Regions from separate parts of the Zea mays genome. Here regions 1 and 3 are each linked to region 2. The links are chromatin contacts, called in public Hi-C maps. All regions are on one chromosome and are shown on one strand. Each heading gives the region's core, a stretch centred on a gene start, on an enhancer-like site or on the middle of the called end of the contact. The rest is flanking DNA. Distances are from core to core; before and after follow the strand shown.

Region 1 (3,112 bases), core at 124-2,623, 130 kb before region 2:
AGTGAAGCCGGATCCGTCGCCCGATGTCGGACGACTTTGTTGTTCCTGTCCACTTTGAAGTTGGCCAAGAACCTCGCTTTTGCCTCCTGGATCATCTGCTCCTTGTGCTCCTCAAACTGGAGCTGTTCGTCAGCCGGTAATGTGTCCCAAGTCGGCTCTATGATGTTACTTGGGGAAATATCAGAGCTATCCCTTGAACCGGCCATTGAGGGCCGATTTGATGACTCTGTATTTGTGTTCCCCAGCGGAGTCGCCAAAAAGTATGTTGACGCTTTTTCGGAGCACCAAATACTCAAGAAGAACCGGCGACGGTACTCTCTGGTCAGGCGCGAACGGTCCGCGGCCTGGGGCCGGACGGTCCGCGACCTGGCGCAGGGGCTAGGTTTTCCTGCCTCACGTCCGGACGGTCCGCGCCCTGGGGCCGGACGGTCCGCGCGTGCGCAGGGGCGGCGGAAGATCGCCGGCGGTGCCTGGATCTCGCTCCCGGGAGGGACCCCGTCGGGGAGGAGAGATCCTAGGGGTTGTCTAGGCTCGGGCCGGCCGACCTAGACTCCTCTAATCGGCGTAGAGTCGAAGAGAGGCGAAGAATTTGGGGATCGAGAGGCTAAACTAGAACTAGACTAGAACTACTCCTAATTGTACTGGAAATAAATGCGAATAGAAGTTGTATTGATTCGATTGATAATTACAAATCGGTCGTAGACCTCTCTTTATATAGAGGAGGGGGGCTGGACCCTTTACACGACTGGATTCCGGGTTAATTCCGCAAATCTAGCCAACAAACATAGCACAAAACTCGGAACCCTAAACTGCTCGGCGCATGCGCGGACCGTCCGGCCCACAGGCGCGGACTGTCCGGACCGCGGACCGTCCGGCCTCAGGGCCGGACCGTCCGCCCGCTCAAAATGGTGCTCAACAAAGAGCAAATCATCACATAGTAGATCAAAAGCAAAATCAGGAGTTCAGGACAGGGCAGCATCCTCAGCTGATGAGCAGCAGAACAATATTGCTATCGTGATGTTTGCAGACTATTCCAGTCCATAAAACAAAATGCTTTTTCCAATGTTCGTCATCAAGGTTAAACATGGGATCACCATGACCGGAGGCAGCCTCCATCGATCTACAAAGCAACATCAAGAACCACACCAAGGCTTAACGGCGACTGACCGTCACTGCGAGGCCGATGTGGATGACGGTGATGCGCCGGCGCTGCTGCTGCTTTCAGTGGACCGGGAGTAGAGGACTTCTTCGCGTTGCCCACGTGCACGCAGGTCAGCTTCACGACATTTCTCCCCGTCATCCATTTCAGTAGGATCTTCATGTGCGTCTTGCTGTTCAGGCCAGCGATGCCAGCATCCTGTGGTACAAATACGCCAGGGTCAGTGTACAGCTCATGGTCGAGTGGTGCCGCGACATCGGCGTCGGCAAGGGCGTCTTCAAGGTCTGGATGCACAACAACAAGCACAACTTCCCGGGCGGGCACAGCGCCCGCCGCAGCGCCTCCTCGCCCGCCCCCGCCGCCGCGTCGCTCCAAACCCCAGCCGACGGCGCCGGCGCTGCTGCAGCACCGTCATTCAACCCATCCAGGATCACCCCTCCCCCTCCCGTCCTCACCTTGTCCCCGACGGCCGCCACCGGCTTCAACATCAACGTCGCCGCCTCCTCGGCGCCCACCGTCGCCACCGACTACACCACGGACAAGGAGGCGCTGCCGCTGTGCGCCATGCCTAGAAATCCAAGCTTCGCCCCTGTGCACCGTGCCTAGAAATCCAAGCTTCGACAGAGGAGGAGGGAGGAAGGAAATGGCGCTGCGTGCGAGAGGAAGACAGAGAAGGAGGAGAAATGGGAAACAGACGGCATGCGTTGAGCCTGAGACCGTAAGGTAGAATCGGCACAAGGATTCACGGACTCACCTGTCAGGTGCCCTAAAATTACTCGTGATCTCTTTTGACGAGCGCGCAGACTCGAAGGATCCTTTTTAACGAGGTCAGTTTGAAGCGGTGTATTTTGCAGAGCAATAAATACGAGCGACCCATTTTACCAAATTTCTTCAATCTAAGGGCCAGAAGCCACAAAACTAGAAAAAATTATAAGGGCTAAAATCATCTCCTTATTTAATTTTGAACAAGTAGGAGAAGCCAGTGGAATAGCAGAACCAGCAACTCAACGGAGATATGGGCCAAGGGATCGATCGCCTTTAGCCTATTTTAGTTCGCGACCTGACCGTGATCTTCACTTTTGGGCTGGTATCTAAATTTGGCCGGCCCAACACGTTAGCGATGCACCTGCAATTCAGTGTATTTATATCCATCCATGCACAGAGCTTCTTTACTCGTCATGGAACCAACAACGTGTTCAGGATTGCTGTGGTCGCAACTAGAAGCATTTTTTTTCCAGAAAACAAACGGCAGAAGTGTCCTGAAATTCAATCGGTACGGTGCCGGTAAGAATGCACGAGCGTGTGTGTTCATAGGTGCACATGGTTAGACTCGATCGAACACGTCCCACGCTTGCATCCTCGTGGGCTAAAAGCAGACAATGAGCACACATGTCCTCTTGCGACAACTACTAGCACTACAGTACAGGAAAGCCAAAAATTATCGTCAAAGTTTACATTGTTTTTATGTTTCCTGAAAATCCATTTTTACTTGTGGTTTTTTTGCCCACCCGTTAGTAAATTCGATTTTCGCAGACGGTTCTCAGTTACCCATTATCGGCGTTTCGACTCTGGGGTCCCTGGACCGACGAGTAAAATTACCGTTGCGTATCCTAGACCAGATGGGTTGGCGCGAGATGGAACACAAGGGGGAAGAACGCGGCTCGTGTTATCCTGCACCACGGGGTGCGCTTGCAGTAGTGGTTACAAGCGTTCGCGAGGGAGAGAGAGCGAGTCTGTTCGTCAGCCCATCCTCTCGCGCGACGACCCTCTCGCATGAGGGCACTAGACCTTCCTTTTATAGATGCAAGGAGAGGGTCCAGTTGTACAACGGGGGTGTAGCTATGCGCTAACGTGTCCGGCAGAGAGGTGCTAGAGCCCTATGTACATGCCAACGTGGCTGTCGAGAGGTGCTAAAGCCCTGTGTACGCGGTGTCATGGCCGTCGGAGGAGCGC
Region 2 (3,034 bases), core at 123-2,622:
GTAGAGCTTTGCCCAGACAGATTGAGTTTTGCCCAGCACTCCAGCATCCATGCCTTAAAAGGTTATAGTTAGAAAGGGGGAGGATTGCTAAGCCCTTGCCAGTTAGCCACATAGAGAGAAGGCCTTATTATTAGATCATGCCATTTCTTTTCTTACAAAATTAACAAAGTGCAAAGCATTACTATGGCCACGAGGAACAGATAGCTACGAAATGAAACTGTCGCAATTATCATGGAAAAAAGCCACACATTTCCTTATCCATTTTGTTTGGTAGCGCCACATAGAAACAAAACTTCATGTCACGATTTGCATAGTTATCTCAACACATGTGGCGAATAGAAAAGGAGAAAGAGAAAAATAAACACAAGATTCTTAACCATAATAAGATATAATTTGTGTCGGGCATTTGCATAGTCACATGCTTATCCCATGGGGAACGTTAAAGGTTTGCTTGCACGGCAGGACCATTCCTGATTCCCTAGATGGTAGTTAGATGACGGCGATAGGAGCCGAGGCCCAACTGCCCAGTGATGTATTGGCCGTGTTGTTTATGTGATCTGTCATGGATGTCCTACTATGATTCAAGGATTTAGGACATGCGCAGAACTGCCAGCAATGAAAAGTCGAAGAAAGAGATATTGACTTCGAGGGGGAGAAATGTAGTCCACTATGAGAAAAGAGATACCCAATGTCTCTGGAGAAAAAGATCTGAGGTAAACACGTCTAACTTGCAACCATGATTTGCAATAGAGAAATCCGATTGACATCCCACCCTTTCTCGGTGCAGGATGGGACCTGCAGCAGCAAAAGCGCAAAGCTTCGATGTCACCGCCATCCACCTACCCTCCATCGCCCAAACTGTCTCTGTCTCTGTAACGCGAATTTTATTTTACACAACAGCAAAGTGAAAAACTGGAGTAGGGGGTTCGCTTGCCTCAGCAACCGTCGCGTAGCTTGCGCGCCTCGGCGCTGGAACGGGGAATCTGGAGGCGGGCACGCATCTCCCAAGCAATCTCGCGTGGCCTCGCGTAGCGTGCGAGGAGACACGCAGAGAGGGAGGGAGAGAGAAAGAGAGCCTTGACCCCGCCGTCCTCGTCCTGTCGTCCTGATAGCTGATGCAGTGATGCTGATCAGCTGATGCGTGCGGAGCTCGCTCGTGGAGCCGAGGCCCTAGCCTGTAGCCTCTCACGGCGGTAGAACGAGCACCCATGGGCCTCACTGGATCACCTAAGCGTCTTCCAGGCCCATCTGTGCCTCACCTGAGGCCTGTCTCATTTAGTGACGAGGCCCAACCCACCAGCGTCAGAATACAAGAGCGCGTTATCCTCTCTCTTCCGGTTCCGGGCAACTCGAAGAAGCCGCGTGCGTTATCCTTTGAGCAGTTTGGGCGCTGAGCAAGTCCAGTGAGAGAGGGAGAGCGGCGAGAGGATGGCTGGGATGGCATCGCTGCAGGGCGCCATGGCGTCGCTCTCCATCTCCGCGCTAGGCGCGGCGACGGCGAGCAGCAGCAGCTTCTGGGGCAACCGGCTCGCCACCTACTCCGCGCCGCAGCCTGGGGTCTGTTCCTGCTTCCCAATTCCGTTCCGTTCTGCTGATGGTTTGGTAGATAATAAGTAGCTGTTCTGGTGAAAGATTTTACTCTGGAGTTTCTGGATAGCGTTGCAAAGCGCGGTCGGATGGAATTGTTCTAGGGACATTCGAGCTTGCATTACGGTTTTGGAGCTAGTCTGTATGGATTGGATGCAATGAAATGGAAAATTACCTTTGCATTGTTATTAATTGTGCATTTTCAAGGATGACAAACCAGGCTTCTAATATGACTATGTTTAGGGGTGTTTGACATCACTCTAGAGCAAAACTTTAAGGAAGACCTGGACAAAGTCAACTAAACACCCTAATTCTAGAGTTGCAAACTCTATAGAGTTTTGAGAGTTGTAGTATAATTTTTTGGAGTACATTTTTTGCTACTTTGAAAAATCCTTCAAAAACAATCAAGACACATCCAATGCACTGGTTATGAGAAAGCAATCTACACTTCGGAGCAGATATACTTCACCCAAAGTTTTGGAGTAGAACTATGCCAAACTCGCCCTTATTAGATTTCATATTACATTAAGTTTCTATTTGCTCCACGACACACACTAAATTTAGACCGTGTCCATATTGAATTTCGTCTACCTTCTTTTTTTATTTTTATCTTGCATGGAAGCTTAAATGGTAAGATTTGAGTGCGCCAAATAGATTAACTGATTGGGATTAATTTAAGTAAGAGAATTTCCTTTGTCATTGGTAATCCGGTATTGTCCTTTTTGCATATACAACTATGCACATGTTTGCCTTTTAGTGCTAATAGAGAGTATGCTGTGTTTCATGTGGTAAAATTTGTTCGAGTACTCTTTATTTAGTTTGTTAACTGAGGAAATTATGTTGCTTTTGAAGCGGTCAAAATGTCAACTGAAGAAATTATGTTGCCCTCAATGTGCCACTGATTTTGTTTATATATATTTATGCCTGAATTACCCCACATCACACAATACATATGACTAACTGGAAACAAAATTTGGCGCCAAATAGTGTATTATGAGCATAATGATGTTTGTATTTGAACCCTGCTTTCTTTTCTGTGTCATCTTTATTATGCCTTACCTGTATGTACTTGTGCCTGGAAAATTCCCAACTGATAAGAATCGGATGAGGATAAACCTTTCTGTTAAGAAGCAAAAGCAAGTAAAGAATAGATAGTGAGGTCAAGTAATCACTGTTGAAGGAAGTGATAGAACCACTGTATTTTAAGGGATATCGTATTACTCAAACATAAAGAGGAGCCCTGGATCCTGTAGTGTCTTGATCAGATCAACATGAATCGTAACCACTGTGTTTGAGTCATGCCATATCTCAGAAGCATCTGATTAGTGTCTCTTTGATTTGAAATGGAATCTTATGTCTTTAGGATGTGAAGTTCTGACAAGCTGTTTAATATGTTCAATATGCAGGTAAGGTTTATGGTCAAGATATGCCCAATTGAAATGAGAGT
Region 3 (2,990 bases), core at 73-2,572, 230 kb before region 2:
TCCCAGTAGATACATTCCTGTTATGATCGGCCACCGCGCATTTGAGCGTGAGCACATCAGCCACGTTGTTATCTCCGAGTGTCGCGTTCCCACCCCTTGCCTCTGTAGCCTTGGCGTTGCCTGCTCTTGTCTCGGTAGCCTTGGAAGTGGACTGCCTCCTTAACCTGCTGGGACTCATGCTCCCGCTCCTCGCCTTGGCCCTGCTTGCTACGGTGCTTTGCTTGGCATCCAGTGGGTGCTTGGCATTGCTGGACGGCCACGGTCTGGCGGGGACGGCGTGCTGCTTGGAACGCTGGCCTTCCTCTCGGACGGCACCGAGCTTGTTGGAGAGTGGCTTGACCCGCGCTGCCGCCACCGTCGCCCCGGGCTTGCTGCCGACGCCGTGGTGGATCTCCAAAGGGCCGAGGCTGACGCCCCTGCGCCGCTGCACGGGGGGCTCCTTGATCGGCCTCAGGGTCGGCCACGCGCCGCCGCCCTCGCCCTGAATCTTCCTCTGCGGCGCGGCGGAGGGGACCCTAGGGTTCGCGGCAACGGTGTCGAGCGGCGCGAGGCTGAAGCCCCTCCCTCGCGCCGCCGCCGGGGCCTGCTTGATCGGCTTCAACCCCTGCGCGGCGCGCGGCGGCTGCTGCTTGTCAGTGGTGAGCAGGTTGGGGTTGACGGCAGCGACGATGTCGAGCGGTCCCAGGCTGCGCCCCCGCGGCCGCGGGCGCGCTGCCGCCGCCTTCGTTTCGGGCGCGGGTGCGACCTCTGCGCACTTAGGCGGCTGCAGCTGCTGGGAGGTGCGGAGGTGGTGGAGGCGGGAGGACAAGCGCAGGATCTCCGCCTCGATGTGGCCGATCTCCGCCTCAACGTCGGGCTCGGGCCGGAGGTTCTCCTTGTCCCCCTCGCCCTCGCGGGCGCTCGCGGGCGCCGGGGAATGGGCGTGACACACGGAGGATGAGGCGGCGGCGTTGTCGCAGGCGGCGTTGCTCCAGACGTGCACCAGCTGGATGAGCGGGTCCTCCTCCATCGCCCCGGCCAACTGAGACGCCCCTGTACCGTTCCCGTCGAGAGAGGATCGGCTCAAGCAGAGAAGATCAGGGGAGAAGCGAACCAGCAGGAACAGAGCCACGGACGAATCCGACCGGCCAACTGAAACTCGAAACCAGACTGACGGATACCTGGACCAGACGAACGATCGATCGACGGCTGAGCGGAGGCCGGGAACGGATGTATTCCTGCTTCCCCTTGCGCACTCGCGGAGGCCGGGAACGGATGTATTCCTGCTTCCCCTTGCGCACTCGCGTGGTCTTGAGGCGGGATTCGTTGTTTCTTCGAAAATTGCGGTGCGGGGAAAGAGGAAGAGGGTTTAAGAGGCCGGTGGTGTCAGTACTCGACCGTTGGGCTCGGGAGCGGAAGGGGAGCGCCGCCGCGCGCCTGTATTATTGCGAGTGGATTTTTTTTTGAGAAAGAAAAGGTGAAAATACATTCGCTGACAGTAGGGCCACGCTGCATGTACTACTCCTCGGTAAAGGTAGGAGGACCGTGGGAGTATATAGCCAATAAGCACGAGTCCCGCGAGCCCGGCACGAAGTCCGCTTTTTGGGTCCGGTCCGAGCCTGGCCTGCTTTTCGTGCCGTGCCAGGCTTAGACAGGAAACTAGGCACGGCGGGTTAGTCCGGCACGGCCCATTTACCTCTAAGCCTGTTAAGCCCGTTTTTTTACACTAAAATGTGCTTACCGACCCGTTTAGGCCCGCTGCAGTCCGGGCTTGACAAGAAATTGAGCCCGCGGGCTCAGCAGGCCCGGCCCGGTTTTTAGCCGGGCTTCACCGGGGCCGGGCCGGGCGGCCCGTTTGACCATCTCTACGTGGGAGGATCGGGTGGGGGAGGCAGACGTTGCAGTTGCAGTGCGCGTCTTCTACCGAACCCCATCGGAAAATGTCGTTCCATCTCGAAGATTTTAAATTCGAAGATGATTCTACACCTGCAAAATCCATACATTTTCTCTACTGCAGCTTAATTCAGTTCAGAGAGGCTGCTCGTTTGGCGCAAGCAGATACGAACAAATATGGGACTTCGTTCGTGTCGCGTCCTACCTACGCTTCCGCATCGACCGAGGCATAAAAGAAATTGCGTTCGTTCGAGTTTAACCGGCTAGCGCCGTAGGCTGCACGGATGGTGCCGATTGTTGGGACTCGTGGTGGGCATCGGATCCTATTCCTAGCATTGACACCGACTACAGGAGTTGGAGGTTTCGGCCCTGTGTCCATGAGAAAAAAGCTGCCGCACATCAAATGTTAGCTATACGCCTATACCGCCGTGGAGGTGGAGTGGAGTACAGGTGGGAAGAAGACGAATTCGGTTTTTCCGGGACGTTATGGGGTTCCCAGCGTTGGCGCGCTCCGTTGCTGCGGCTGCTTGCCGATAGCCGGCTGGGCTATACCGTTGCTGCGGCATCGCAATAGCGCATGTCCCGCGCCCCCGGCCCCCGCGGCCGCGCGCCTGCCGGTTGCGCACGTTCAGCCGGCGCCCACCACATCTGGCATACAGCAGGCAGCAGGTTTCCGGGCTTCAAGCCAGTTCAGCTGCCTGGTGTACGTTGTCTGATCTTGGTATATGTCTTTTTAAAGCAACTCCAATAATTCTCTAGAAAAAACCTTCCTAAACTTATATTTAGCAAGTTGCTAATTAGCTATTAGAAATAAAAAAAATAGCCTGGTCTCCAACAGTTCTTCATATTTAGACAATATTTGTGCCACGTGTATCGGACTTGGTTTGTCTCGCTGCATGGAAAATATATATAAAAAAAGAGCATGCTGAATCTAGCAACTTCGCTGTGCTGGCAAGAGAAAAAAAATAAACCATAGTCACAAAGTTACCGGATCGATAGGGTCGAGGAACGGGATACGCTACCCGTGAGAGATTTTTACATTGTGAAAACAAAAATGATCCCGCGTACCCGTGCCGGGGATGACGTTTCTGGGTCGAGTGTCGCTACCATTGTAGCTA

The links. A called contact is a pair of places that touch in the nucleus more often than the background predicts.
Region 1: a contact with region 2 is called in a Hi-C map of leaf, with 7 times the contacts expected there. The contact joins the promoter of LOC103626326 here to the promoter of LOC100273201 in region 2. A contact is called at or near these places in 9 of 25 Hi-C or Micro-C datasets (bundle sheath, ear, endosperm and 2 more).
Region 3: a contact with region 2 is called in a Hi-C map of tassel, with 2.9 times the contacts expected there. The contact joins the promoter of LOC100381851 here to the promoter of LOC100273201 in region 2. A contact is called at or near these places in 8 of 25 Hi-C or Micro-C datasets (bundle sheath, ear, endosperm and 4 more).

The regions. Positions count from the first base shown.
Region 1 is chr5:50,269,802-50,272,913 of Zm-B73-REFERENCE-NAM-5.0, reverse strand. It overlaps LOC103626326 (zinc-finger homeodomain protein 9-like), which reads left to right and starts at 1,373. Exons shown (of 1, transcript XM_008646723.4): 1 at 1,373-1,789. The coding sequence starts at 1,394. The coding sequence ends at 1,765. LOC103626327 reads right to left here and starts at 1,900. Exons shown (of 2, transcript XM_008646724.2): 1 at 1,615-1,900; 2 at 919-1,357. The coding sequence starts at 1,647. The coding sequence ends at 1,121.
Region 2 is chr5:50,136,786-50,139,819 of Zm-B73-REFERENCE-NAM-5.0, reverse strand. It overlaps LOC100273201 (50S ribosomal protein L24, chloroplastic-like), which reads left to right and starts at 1,372. Exons shown (of 4, transcript NM_001147644.1): 1 at 1,372-1,557; 2 at 2,994-3,032. The coding sequence starts at 1,429. It overlaps LOC100279909 (Putative beta-glucosidase 41), which reads right to left and starts at 1,053. Exons shown (of 15, transcript NM_001152861.1): 1 at 935-1,053.
Region 3 is chr5:50,369,826-50,372,815 of Zm-B73-REFERENCE-NAM-5.0, reverse strand. It overlaps LOC100381851, which reads right to left and starts at 1,322. Exons shown (of 2, transcript NM_001356968.1): 1 at 1,161-1,322; 2 at 1-1,032. The coding sequence starts at 1,009.